Linked DNA regions of Sus scrofa: all the other regions are linked to region 2. A link is a contact called in public HiChIP or PLAC-seq data. All regions are on one chromosome and are shown on one strand. Each heading gives the region's core, a stretch centred on a gene start, on an enhancer-like site or on the middle of the called end of the contact. The rest is flanking DNA. Distances are from core to core; before and after follow the strand shown. Region 1 has its middle 110 kb from the start of ALDH8A1. Region 2 has its middle 51 kb from the start of SGK1. Region 3 has its middle 92 kb from the start of ALDH8A1.

Region 1 (3,575 bases), core at 609-3,108, 530 kb after region 2:
GAGAGAGAAATCAAGAAGTTCTAGCTTTAGGCATCGACTTGGGTAGAAGGGAAATCCAACTGTGAGAGTGAATGGCCCTTAGAGTATTAATAGTCCACCTGCTACTCTAAGATACTCAAGAAAGAGCAAGGACAGAAAAGAGGCCACCACAGGCCACACATGCACTAGGTATTTCAAATGCATGAATTTGGTTCCATTCCACAAGTATCAAGAGCTGACAGTGGACTAGGCGCTTTGAGGCATGGCAGATAAACGAGACATATATCTGCTTCCTGTCCTCACAGAACTTGCAGTTTAATGGGCAAGAGACATGATGCCATGTGGTATGAAAAGTATTATGATGGGAAAGGAGGACAAAGGTGCTGCCACAGGAGGATTCCTACCCAGACAAGTTCAGAGCAGGCTTCTGAGGAGTTGGCATCTCAGCCAAAGATGAAGGCTGGGCATGAGCTGTCCAAGCAAAACTGAGGACAGGAAGGGGAGGGGAGAATTTAGTCTCAGCCACAACACTGAAGTATGTGCGACTTGTTCTACTTGCCCAGGAAGGTGACCAAGCCTCACAGGGGTTAAAACTGGTACCCAAGCTCCCAATGTCAGTCAGTGGTGGAGGTGGGTTTGGTCCTCAGGACACCCAAAGCCCCAGGCTGGGCTGTTTCTTGTGCTACACCAGGCCTCTGGCTGACCTCACCTCTTTCCCATTCTAGACCTCAGAGGCACCCCTGTCAGGATGGAAATGTCTGGCCAGAAAGCTGGGGAGGACAATGCTGACCTGTGGAGGTTCTATGTCTAAGCCACAGGGTGCCCCCACAAAGGGCATCCTTCCAGTGCCCTCTGAAGTCCTGAACATTCTCCCTCTCCTCAGGACAAGCTGTAGCATCCAAGTAAGCTTGTTCCTGGAAAAGCGCATGCCAATGGTTTCCAAAAGCAAAAGAGAAGCTTTATTTGGAGCAGAACTGTCATGAATACCTTTAAAGCCAAGTCTTTGGTAGACATTCTAACCTTGACTTTCTCTTAAAATGAAGCACACCTGGATTACTGACAGCTGGCTTTGCACATCATAGCAAATCTCAGGCGATCAGAAATGGTCAGAGACAGTCAGGGAAGAAAAAAAAAAAAGATAAAGTAGACCTTTATTCTGGCCTCGTTCATAGGCTAGAACTCCTCTGAGGAGAATATAAAATGACTGACGTAAATGTCCACCACTAAGTATATTTATTTAAAGCCCGAATGGCACAAGGCAAACATTGTAGATATTAATGAAGAAATAAAACAAACATTCAATTTCTTTTTCTTTACTCAATGATATTAAGCTTGTTTGGAAGCCTCCTTGTCAGATTGGCGGCCACCATCTTGCAGGTCACGTGATAGCCTTCGCAAGTGATAAAAATTTCCTTTTTGACATAAAGGGAGGTGAGAGGCCGGTAACATGTCCAGGACACATAGAGGCAGAGAAGTCCCCTCTTGCTGTGCAAGTAACAAAAAGTAACACACCTGCCACTACTTTGCACTCAGAGTCCAGGATGGAACTGAACACTCCTGCAGCCACAAGGCAAGGAGGCCTTCCAAAGGGGCTGGCTATGCTTCCAAGGGGATTCAGGTGAGGTGGGTTCTGAGTGCAAGGCTCACATATCCACTGACTGGCCTGGGTATATCTGGAAGCCTTATTTTGGTGAGGTGATTTCTCTCTTGGCTCTCGGCCCTTCGGTGCACAGCGAAGTTCAAAAACCCTGTCTTAGGAAATGCCTTTCTGGCTGCAGCCCTTTTGGCCCTTAGCAGATTGCTGATGCAAGCCTGGCTCCAGATCAATGCCAGTCGCCCACTCGCTCTCCTTTCTGACACCCAGGACATTCACCCTGACCTCGTGCTTCTCTCACACATTTCTACTCCTACAAAAATGAGGATGATCTCAAGTCTTATCAGTGGTAGTCCAACTTCCTTAAATCTAAAAAAAAAAAAAAAAGGCTTTCTTTAGTTCTGCCATTCCACCTAGATTTCCCACATCTGTTCTTTTTTTTTTTTTGGCTTTTTGCCTTTTATTGGGCCACTCTTGCGGCATATGGAGGTTCCCAGGCTAGGGGTCGAATCGGAGCTGTAGCCACCAGCCTACACCACAGCTCACAGCAACGCCGGATCCTTAACCCACTGAGCAAGGCCAGGGATCGAACCCACAACCTCATGGTTCCTAGGAGGATTCGTTAACCACTGAGCCACGACAGGAACTCCTCCCACATCTGTTCTTGACCTACCTGATCTGAATTTATCCTGATATCATATGTCAATTCTATTCTTCTAGCCATCCCTCTCCCTCCACCCCCTTCCCCACCCCCTAATCATTGTATCCTTCACCCCTACTCTCACCAGGGTGAACTTTGAGGTAAGTCAGAGATAAATTGATAAGCTAAGAAGCAGGCCTATTAGATATTAAAGTGAGAGGGCTCACACTTTTATTATCATAATGGGGGCTGATGTCTGACTTAAATAGCTTCCTGTTTTCTGCCTTCACCTTCTCCCAGCCTTCAGCCCCCAGGACACTCCCACACTAGAGCCCTTGACCAAAGAGTAACTATGTGTCATTTTAATTCTCCCATTTTATCTAGAACTTGCTTCTCATTTCCAACAAGGCTGAGATAGGGACAGAAATAAATCAAGACATGAGAGGTAGAAGGGAACTGGCACATGATAACCAGCTGCTTTGTCCCTGGTACTTCTCTGAAACTAGGGGAAGAGTCAAGAGCACCAACGCTGGAGCCAGCTTGTCCAAGTTCATACTCTGAAACTGCACTTTCTAGCAGTTGAGACCTTGGGCACTTTACCTGACCTCCATGCCTATAGGTCTCATCTGTAAAACAGGGAAAGAAACGGTGCCAATCTCTCAGGGTTGCCGCTAGGATCAAATGGCTTCATATGTGGCTTAGTCCACTGTAAGCCACAAAAAAAAACACTGGCTGTTGTTACACCAGGCAAGACAAGCTCTGGTCTTGGCCATTTTTTTTTTTTTAAGGAGAATTTAAACAATTTTTTTACTTTCCCTTGACACTGCTTTCAATTGTTTCATTTAATGTTACACGGGAGGCATAGGAAGTATTATGAGATTTATGCTCTAGAAAAGCTGTGCATGATGGAGAGACTTTTACAAAGCAAATATAAAGTTGACTGGAGTTCCCGTCATGGCTCAGTGGTTAACGAACCCGACCAGTATCCAATGAGGACATGGGTTTGACCCCTGGCCTCACTCAGTGGGTTAAGGATCTGGCATTGCTGTGAGCTGTGGTATAGTTCGCAGATGTGGCTTAGATCCTGTGTTCCTATGGCTGTGGTGGTGGCTGGTGGTTGCAACTCCGATAGAACCCCCAGCCTGGGAACCTCCATATGCCATGCACATGAGCCTAAAAGACAAAAGACCAAAAAACAAACCAAAAAAAAGTTGGCTGGATCCTCCCTCTGTGGATGCGAAGAAACTCAAAATTTAACAGAGTGTTCTGAAAATCTGTTGTGAAAAGATGAATCGTCCAGCCAGATCCTAAGCTCTAGTAACCTATAAATAAATCTCTTTCTTCAAATCATGTTGTGGAAAC
Region 2 (3,566 bases), core at 19-2,518:
TTTTTTTTTTTGGTCTTTTTAGGGCCGCACTCACGGCGTATGGAAGTTCCAGGCTAGAGGTCAAATTACAGCTGCAGCTGCTGGCCTACACCACAGCCACAGCCACACAGGATCTGAACCATGTCTGCAGCCTACACCACAGTTCACAGCAGTGCTGGATCCTTAACCCACTAAGGGAGGCCAGGGATCGAATCCGCATCCTCATGGATACTAGTTGGATGTGTTTCTGCTGCGCCACAATGGGAACTCCCTGCAATTTTTTTCAACAAGAAAAAAATGTCAGTGGAATTATTTTTCGGAGAGAACATTCCAGGACAGAGTGTGGATTGAGCAAATCGTCTATGTTTTTGTCCATGGTACGTATTTAGGGGAGATCTAACCTTAAGAGTTGGGGGTGGGAATACTAAAAGATTTGCAACAGAGAAAGGCAAAATCGAAGATCTTTCCTCCAGTTTTCCCACTGGTTTTGTTCAAGAGATTTGGAAATGAGACTAGAAATAGGTGGCCAAAATCCCTTGAGCAGTAAAAGCTCACTTGTTTTACTAAAGTTACACTGATGCAAGCTCATTCAATAAGGTACTTGCTTTGCAACCTCCACTTCCTCTTTCAATTCTCTTTTTGCCAAACAAAGACACAAGACACAGGCTTGTGATTAATATGTGTAGTACATCCTACGGACACACAGTATGAGGTGAAGAGAAGTAGGAGATGGAGCACATGACACATGATTCAGAATCACCATGGGCTTCTCACGGTGTGGACCTGTTTGGTTTCTTTTAGGCTTGGGGAACTTGGGAGGGGTTGGGGATGGAAGCAGAGAGACATATAGTCATTGTCTATATATTCTCTCCTTGAAACTGTACAGCAACCCTGTTCAGTTTGTGCTAGTGTCCATTTTATAGATGGAGACACTTGGTTACAGTTGGTAAGTGTGAGTGCTGGGCTCTGAACTGAGTTCCAACGCCAAAAACCATGCTTGATATCTACATGGGCCAGCAATCATTTCTTTTTCATCGGTCCCTATCAAGTAGTATGCCCAGAGATGTGATGGGCTGACCAGAGTGCTCAGGGGGTCTTGTTCTTCCTGTCCCTTCTCTACCCCAGCCTTTCAACACCCACCCTCAGTCCCTATGCCCCAGCCTCCACAATATAGTCACGACAGGGAAAATCGTTAACTGTTTCGAGAAGATTTTTGTATGGTAGAGTTGATGGAGGGGAAGGAAGTAGTATGTTCCAGAGCAGAGGGGAAAATCCCTCTTTTGATCAGACATCCTGTGTGGCTACTGAGAAGCCTGGATTTCCCCACAGTGAGGTTAGGGTGACATGCTGCTGTTGGTCATGTGACCTCAATTCAAAGTCACATCTGCTGTGGCCTTTTGTAAAATTTACCTATCTATGGCCCACACAAAGCCACAAACACGGAACCTGAAAATGGCATTCACCCCTGAGAGGCTCCATAAAAAGAAATAGCACTTTTTTTTTTTTTTTAAATTAATTAAGTGTATGCCACCAGGAGGAAATGACCCCGACTAGCTTAAATTTGCACATCCTCCCAGTACTGAAAGGTTAATTTCGGTGGCCGAGGTTAATAATACCACGGTTATTTGTATTTGCATCCGAATATAACTTGACTGATTGAGAAAACAGGTGCTGGATGGATGCACCATCCACGGGACTCATGAGTCATGTCGATGATTTACAAGCTGTCCTTCCCGTGAAAATGAAAGCCAGGGCCAACTTTATGTCATCGAATTTATGCCATTCACTGAAATTATAGATAATTCCAGCCTGTGCCTTCGTGAAACAGTCTATGCCATTTCTGCTTCAAACATCTTTTGTACTTGGTATTTCTGACTTGTCTAAATAAATATTATCATCCTTAGTAACCATTACCAATCCATTATGTGACTTCGTGAACATACATACAGCTTTTAGACTTAATCCATGAAATAAAGCCGTATGGCTCCTCCTCGCATCTTTGATAAATATCAAGTTCTCACAGCTGTTATGATTTCAATTATGAAGAAAATTGGAACTTTCACATTCTTCAGTGGTTACAAATCACCGAGGGGGGGAAAAAAACATTTCTTCAAACTCTGTTATTTTCTTCTCCTTGTGTGTATGGCAAACCATTGATCTGATTCGTGTAACCGATTAGAACATTGTGCTGAAAGACCAAGGCCCCTTGTTTAAGCCCAGAGAAGGTCAGTCAGATTAACCCTCGAAGTCTACTGAAAATTTGTCCTACTCGTCTTCCCCGAGATGAGGCAAGAGGGTATGAACGGATCTGTACAAATCCAGTCTTTAATGCTAGGAACCACACGCAACGTGGGTACAAGGTCAGTGGTGTCATCTCCCATGCAAAGACTGATGACGCCCATGCAGAGGCATTTTACAAACGTCTACTCTCCTTGGCCTTTGACAGCTTTTTGCTTACTCATGTACAATCAATCCCAAACAGAGAGACCTCCTTGACTGATCCACGTAGGCGCTGCCTCTGCAAGACGCAGCAAGAGTCCTCAAGTCAAACCCAAAATGGCGCAAAGCCTGTGACCACCCGTATCTCTTCTCTTTCTCCCGGTTCCCCTCTCCCCCAGGGACCCTCCTCTTGGAAATGCCTTCGTTCTCCCACATCTTAATTTTACCTTTTCACTTCCGTCACTATTAAACAAGGACAAGCTTGGCAAAGGACCAAGTTTGTTTACAGTTTCCGATTCCTTTTTTTTATCCCCCCCCCACCGCCATTTTACTAGGGAGGGAAGTTTTAGTAATTTGGTTAATGTTACCCCTTTCCAAATCTGGAGTCTGTGTTTTTCTTTGCAAAACAAGAATCCAGCTTATTGTATTAAGTCTCAAGCATATTTATTCGCAACAGGGTCAGAGCCATAAACCTTAATCCAAAGCCATAAATCTTCAGTGGAAGAATTTCTGGAATTTGACTCTCTCTTTCCATTCTTTATGCCGAATGATAACACTGTTGTGATGGAAACATTTCAATAGATCTTTGTTTCCTGAGGATACTTATAAATTATTTTAAATGCCTTGTGAAAAGCCTTAAGGATCTGAACCCTTTGTAGCCCAGTTCAGCTTCACTTTTCTTGCTCCAAATTTACAAAGTCACTTCAGTTCTCCAGGCCTTTGGTTATTTGTCTCATCTGCCTGAGTTTCTCTTCCCCACCTTTCCTTGCCTCACCAACTTACTCATCCTTCACTTTTTTTTTTTGAAGTATAGCTGATCTACAATTTGTGTTAGCTTCAGGTGTACAGAAAAGTGATTCTGTTTATATGTATGCATTCTTTTTCAGATTCTTCTCCATTATAGGTTATGATAAGGTATTGAATACAGTTCCTTGTGCTGTACAATAGGTCTTTGGTATTGTTTTTGTTTTGGGCCTCAACCATGGCAGGTTGTGGTGCCAGGACAGAACTTGTTTCACAGCAGCGACCCGAGCCATTGCAGTGACAATGCAGGATCCTTAACCCACTAGGCCACCAGGAAACTCCTGTTTATTTTAAATATAGTAGTGTATATCTGTTAATCACAAATTCCTAATTTAGCCCTCCCC
Region 3 (3,651 bases), core at 777-3,276, 550 kb after region 2:
AACCAGCCAGTGCAGAGCAACCCCTGCATTTCAGAGATGCAATAAGCCCACCTTCCTGACACTGACCTGAGGTCCTAGTGGGACTGGAGCACCAACCAAAAATCAAGGGTGGATTCAGAGGCACACCATTCATTAGCCTCTCTTCAGGATTGCGAGGGATGAACTAACCACACTAAACTCTGCTTCTGAAACATGAGCCAAGGACTAGCCACTCAACCCTTCCACCTCTGCCTCCCCTCCAACCTTAGCAGTAACTGTCCCCCAAACTCCCTGTGGTCCCTGTGAAGGCAGAGAACCAGGACACAAGGCAGGTGGCTGGTTTTCCAGAGCTGCCTAGCCCTGGCTGAAGCAATCTGTGTCACCTTAAAAGCCCTCCTCTCTCGTCCACACACTTAGAAAAACACTGCCAAGTACACACAGATTTCTTGGCTCATTTTCAATTACTAAGGGAAGGTACCAATTGTTAAAGAAAACTAAAAAATACCCACAATGACTGTGAAATCTTTTCCTGCCCCACTCTTTAGGTAATTTGTTCTGATTGCAACTATTTCAAAAGACAAGATTACACACCAGGGAAGCAAAAAGATAAAAAGAGAAATCTGTTCCCTGCTGGGGCCCTATCAGAGCTTAGCTCATGTTTGGAAGCAAAGGCAAATTTTTTTTTCAGCCCTAATGAAACCTTGTTAACTGTGAACACGGGGTCTGAACTGATCTGGTGAGAGGAATTTCTGGGTCCCTGGGAGATCATTAGGGGGTCATCAGTACATTCAGGAGTCATTGCATGCTTGTCCTTTTTTCTTAAATACCTACTAAAAACTGTCTTCATGAAGCTGTATAAAGAAAATGGAAGAACAAAATTGAAGTCCATCCTCTTTTTCAGGCAGAAATAGATATCACTGCCATCTATAAGACATGGAATAAAACATCTGAGTTTTCAAACCTTATTTCTTTTTCCCTTATTTTTGCCCATTTTCTTTCACAGTCAGCAACTCTTGTCCTACTAGGATACTATTTTAACCGTGGTATGTAGGTTAAGGATATGCTGTTTTGTTTACAGGAGATAAATTGTTGTTACGATTACTATAGGAAGCAGCAGACCAATGACCTTGAGGACTCACCAGGAAAAGCAGCCCTTCTGTGCGTGAAAATGACGGGGGCTCCAGGAAGGATAAGCACGAGGCAGAGACCTGGAGTTGGGGGACTTCCTCTGGAGTTGGGGACTTCCTCTGGAGTTGGGGGGAAGGGATAGACACAGTTACAGCATTCAACCCAGCACCATATTCTTGCCTTAGAGTTTAAGCCCCACCTAACTGAACCCATCTGAGCCAAACACAGAGCAAAGCACTGTTTGTAGAATCCTGTCCCAAGAGTAGGCGAGAAAAGTAGCTCAAACCCAGTAGAGAGGTGTTCCATGCCATTCATTTTATTCAGTGGTCAAGTACGTTTTGATAGAGCTTCAAAACCTACATGTGATATCAAATAGCCTGCATAAGAGAATGCAAGGCAGAACAGCCCTGGAGCACAAGTCGTAGTTGCGGAACTATGGCCCCTAAAAGGGGGTGGCGATGGGCAAGATATGATTCTACCCCGCCCCCCCAGAGAAGCTTATGCTTAGATATTAGATATGAAAACTAAAGGACAGAAACGCGCACCCTCTAAGATTCTTTCTAGCTCCACAGTTCTTTGAGGGCAGAAATAAGATTTAACGTGAGAAATGTTTAGGCCCAGAAGGGATACCAGTCCACACAGGTGTGCCATGGTGTACAGAGTTTATGTATCTAAATGAGATTTTGTTAAATAAAAATTGATATGTTTGTACAAAGTGTTTATTCACATAAAAGGCGTCACTGAGGTTTGAATTAAAAAAAAAAAAAAGAAATTTAAAAAGTAATTGGAGAGACCTTAGAAATGACCCAGTCCAGGATTTTGTTTGTTGGTTTGTTTTACAAATGAAAGATCCCTCCAGCCTCAGAGGTCCGTTCCTTCCAGGCCTCGTTCTGCAGAGAGCAGAGCTGGAAGCAGATCCTAGGCCCTGAGGCTGACACTCCTGCCTCTGTGGAGTGGGGCCACCCTGGTGACATCCTATCTGCCTAATGAGGAAACAGCGTCATCTAGTGGCAATTTATCAGAATTTTCTAGGGGAGCTGTGCTTCAGCTCATCCAAGGGGATGAAAAACGTCCCACTTGCCCATCTCTGCTGTTCCAGATCTCCCAAGACTATATCTCTGGATCCTTTTCTTCTCTGAGTTTTCCAAAACCCAGCATTTCCCCGTGGAACTCTCTCCCCTAACTCCTTTGCCCACTAGCATTTTTCTCCTCTTAAGCCAAAATTTCAACACAGCCATCAAGAATCATCCACCACTGGAGTTCCTGTTGTGGCTCAGTGGTAATGAACCTGACTAGTACCCATAAGGATGTGGGTTTGATCCATGGCCTTGCTCAGTGGGTTAAGGATCCCATGTTGCTGTGGCTGGGGCATAGGCTGCAACTCTGACTCGACCCCTAGTCTGGGAACTTCCAAATGCCAAGGGTACGGCCCTAAAAATCAAAAAGAAAAAAAAAAAAAATCCACCTCAAGGACGATACCCATCATGGCTGTTTTCCTTTGAGTGTTTCTTGATTTGAGTTTTCAGCAAAATAACACTCTTAACCATGATTGGGGGCTTTTGCCAATTGATGTGTTTAATCAAAGAAATATGCTTTCTTGTGAAGATCCAGACTACGCTTTTCATTCAGCCTTGCTGATATAACCCTTGTATTTCCCCACCTACCAACAAACCAGGACACTTTTGTTGCCTTTGAAATAATTCTGGGTGTTTCCCAAGACAGTTCTGTGAACAAGCATGTGAGCTAATTTCAGACAGGTACATCTATTCACTCATCATTGGTGTTCTCAACCATTTACTAATCTCTTAGTTCCCCTGCCCTTAGGATCCTAATTTTGGAGTTAGAAAACAAAATACATCAACAAACAATTTTCTTATATGACGAGTGCTCTATTACAAGTAAGCTCAAAGGGAAGGGGAAAAATCATTTTGCTTAGATTACAAAAAGCTGCTCAAAAAATAGAAAACATTGGACTTAAGTTTTGAAGGTAGGTAGGTCTTTGGTTTGTAAAGAGAGGTGGGAATGGCATGATTGGCAGGGGGAACAGCAAGAACAAGTGTCCAGAGTCAAGAAAGTACATGGTTTGATAAAGAATAGCAAATAGTCTACTGTATTCACCAAAAGAAAGAGCCCAAGAAAGCAAATGGGAAGAGCTGCCAAAAGGCAGTTAGGAATTAGAATACAGGAGTTACTGTCAAGGCTCAGCAGTAATGAACCTGACTATTATCCACAAAGACACAGGATAGATCCCTAGGCTTGCTCAATGAGTTAAGGATCTTGCCATGAGCTTCTGCATAGGTTGTAGACATGCCTAGTATTTGGAGTTGCTGTGGATGTCGTGTAGGCTGGCAGCTATAGCGCAGATTCTGCCCCTAGCCTGGGAACTACCATATGCCTAAAAGAAAAAAAAGAAAAAAATTAAAAAAAATAATAATTAGAATACCTACCAAAATCTTGCTTCAAAAGACAATCCTGCAAGTCCTGCTATTGTTTCTTTTTAACTACCTTCATTCAAGCATCAGGTCTCCTTTTTCCATGCTTTTG

What was found. HiChIP or PLAC-seq counts read pairs in DNA pulled down with a chosen protein or histone mark.
Region 1: an H3K27ac HiChIP or PLAC-seq map of alveolar macrophages shows a contact between it and region 2. The contact joins two enhancer-like sites.
Region 3: an H3K27ac HiChIP or PLAC-seq map of alveolar macrophages shows a contact between it and region 2. The contact joins two enhancer-like sites. A contact is called at or near these places in 2 of 2 datasets of contacts at active chromatin or transcription factors (alveolar macrophages and skeletal muscle).

Annotation. Positions count from the first base shown.
Region 1 is chr1:29,168,059-29,171,633 of Sscrofa11.1, reverse strand. No RefSeq gene overlaps it. Among named protein-coding and RNA genes, the nearest start is that of ALDH8A1, 110 kb to the right of the region's middle. Within about 2 kb of position 1,858, at least 3 of the 83 cell types and tissues checked have an H3K27ac peak or open chromatin away from gene starts, as enhancers often do. A contact at or near this core is called in alveolar macrophages, where this site is marked.
Region 2 is chr1:29,695,058-29,698,623 of Sscrofa11.1, reverse strand. It overlaps a transcript of SGK1 not described here. Among named protein-coding and RNA genes, the nearest start is that of SGK1, 51 kb to the left of the region's middle. Within about 2 kb of position 1,268, at least 20 of the 83 cell types and tissues checked have an H3K27ac peak or open chromatin away from gene starts, as enhancers often do. A contact at or near this core is called in alveolar macrophages, where this site is marked.
Region 3 is chr1:29,150,571-29,154,221 of Sscrofa11.1, reverse strand. No RefSeq gene overlaps it. Among named protein-coding and RNA genes, the nearest start is that of ALDH8A1, 92 kb to the right of the region's middle. Within about 2 kb of position 2,026, at least 18 of the 83 cell types and tissues checked have an H3K27ac peak or open chromatin away from gene starts, as enhancers often do. A contact at or near this core is called in alveolar macrophages, where this site is marked.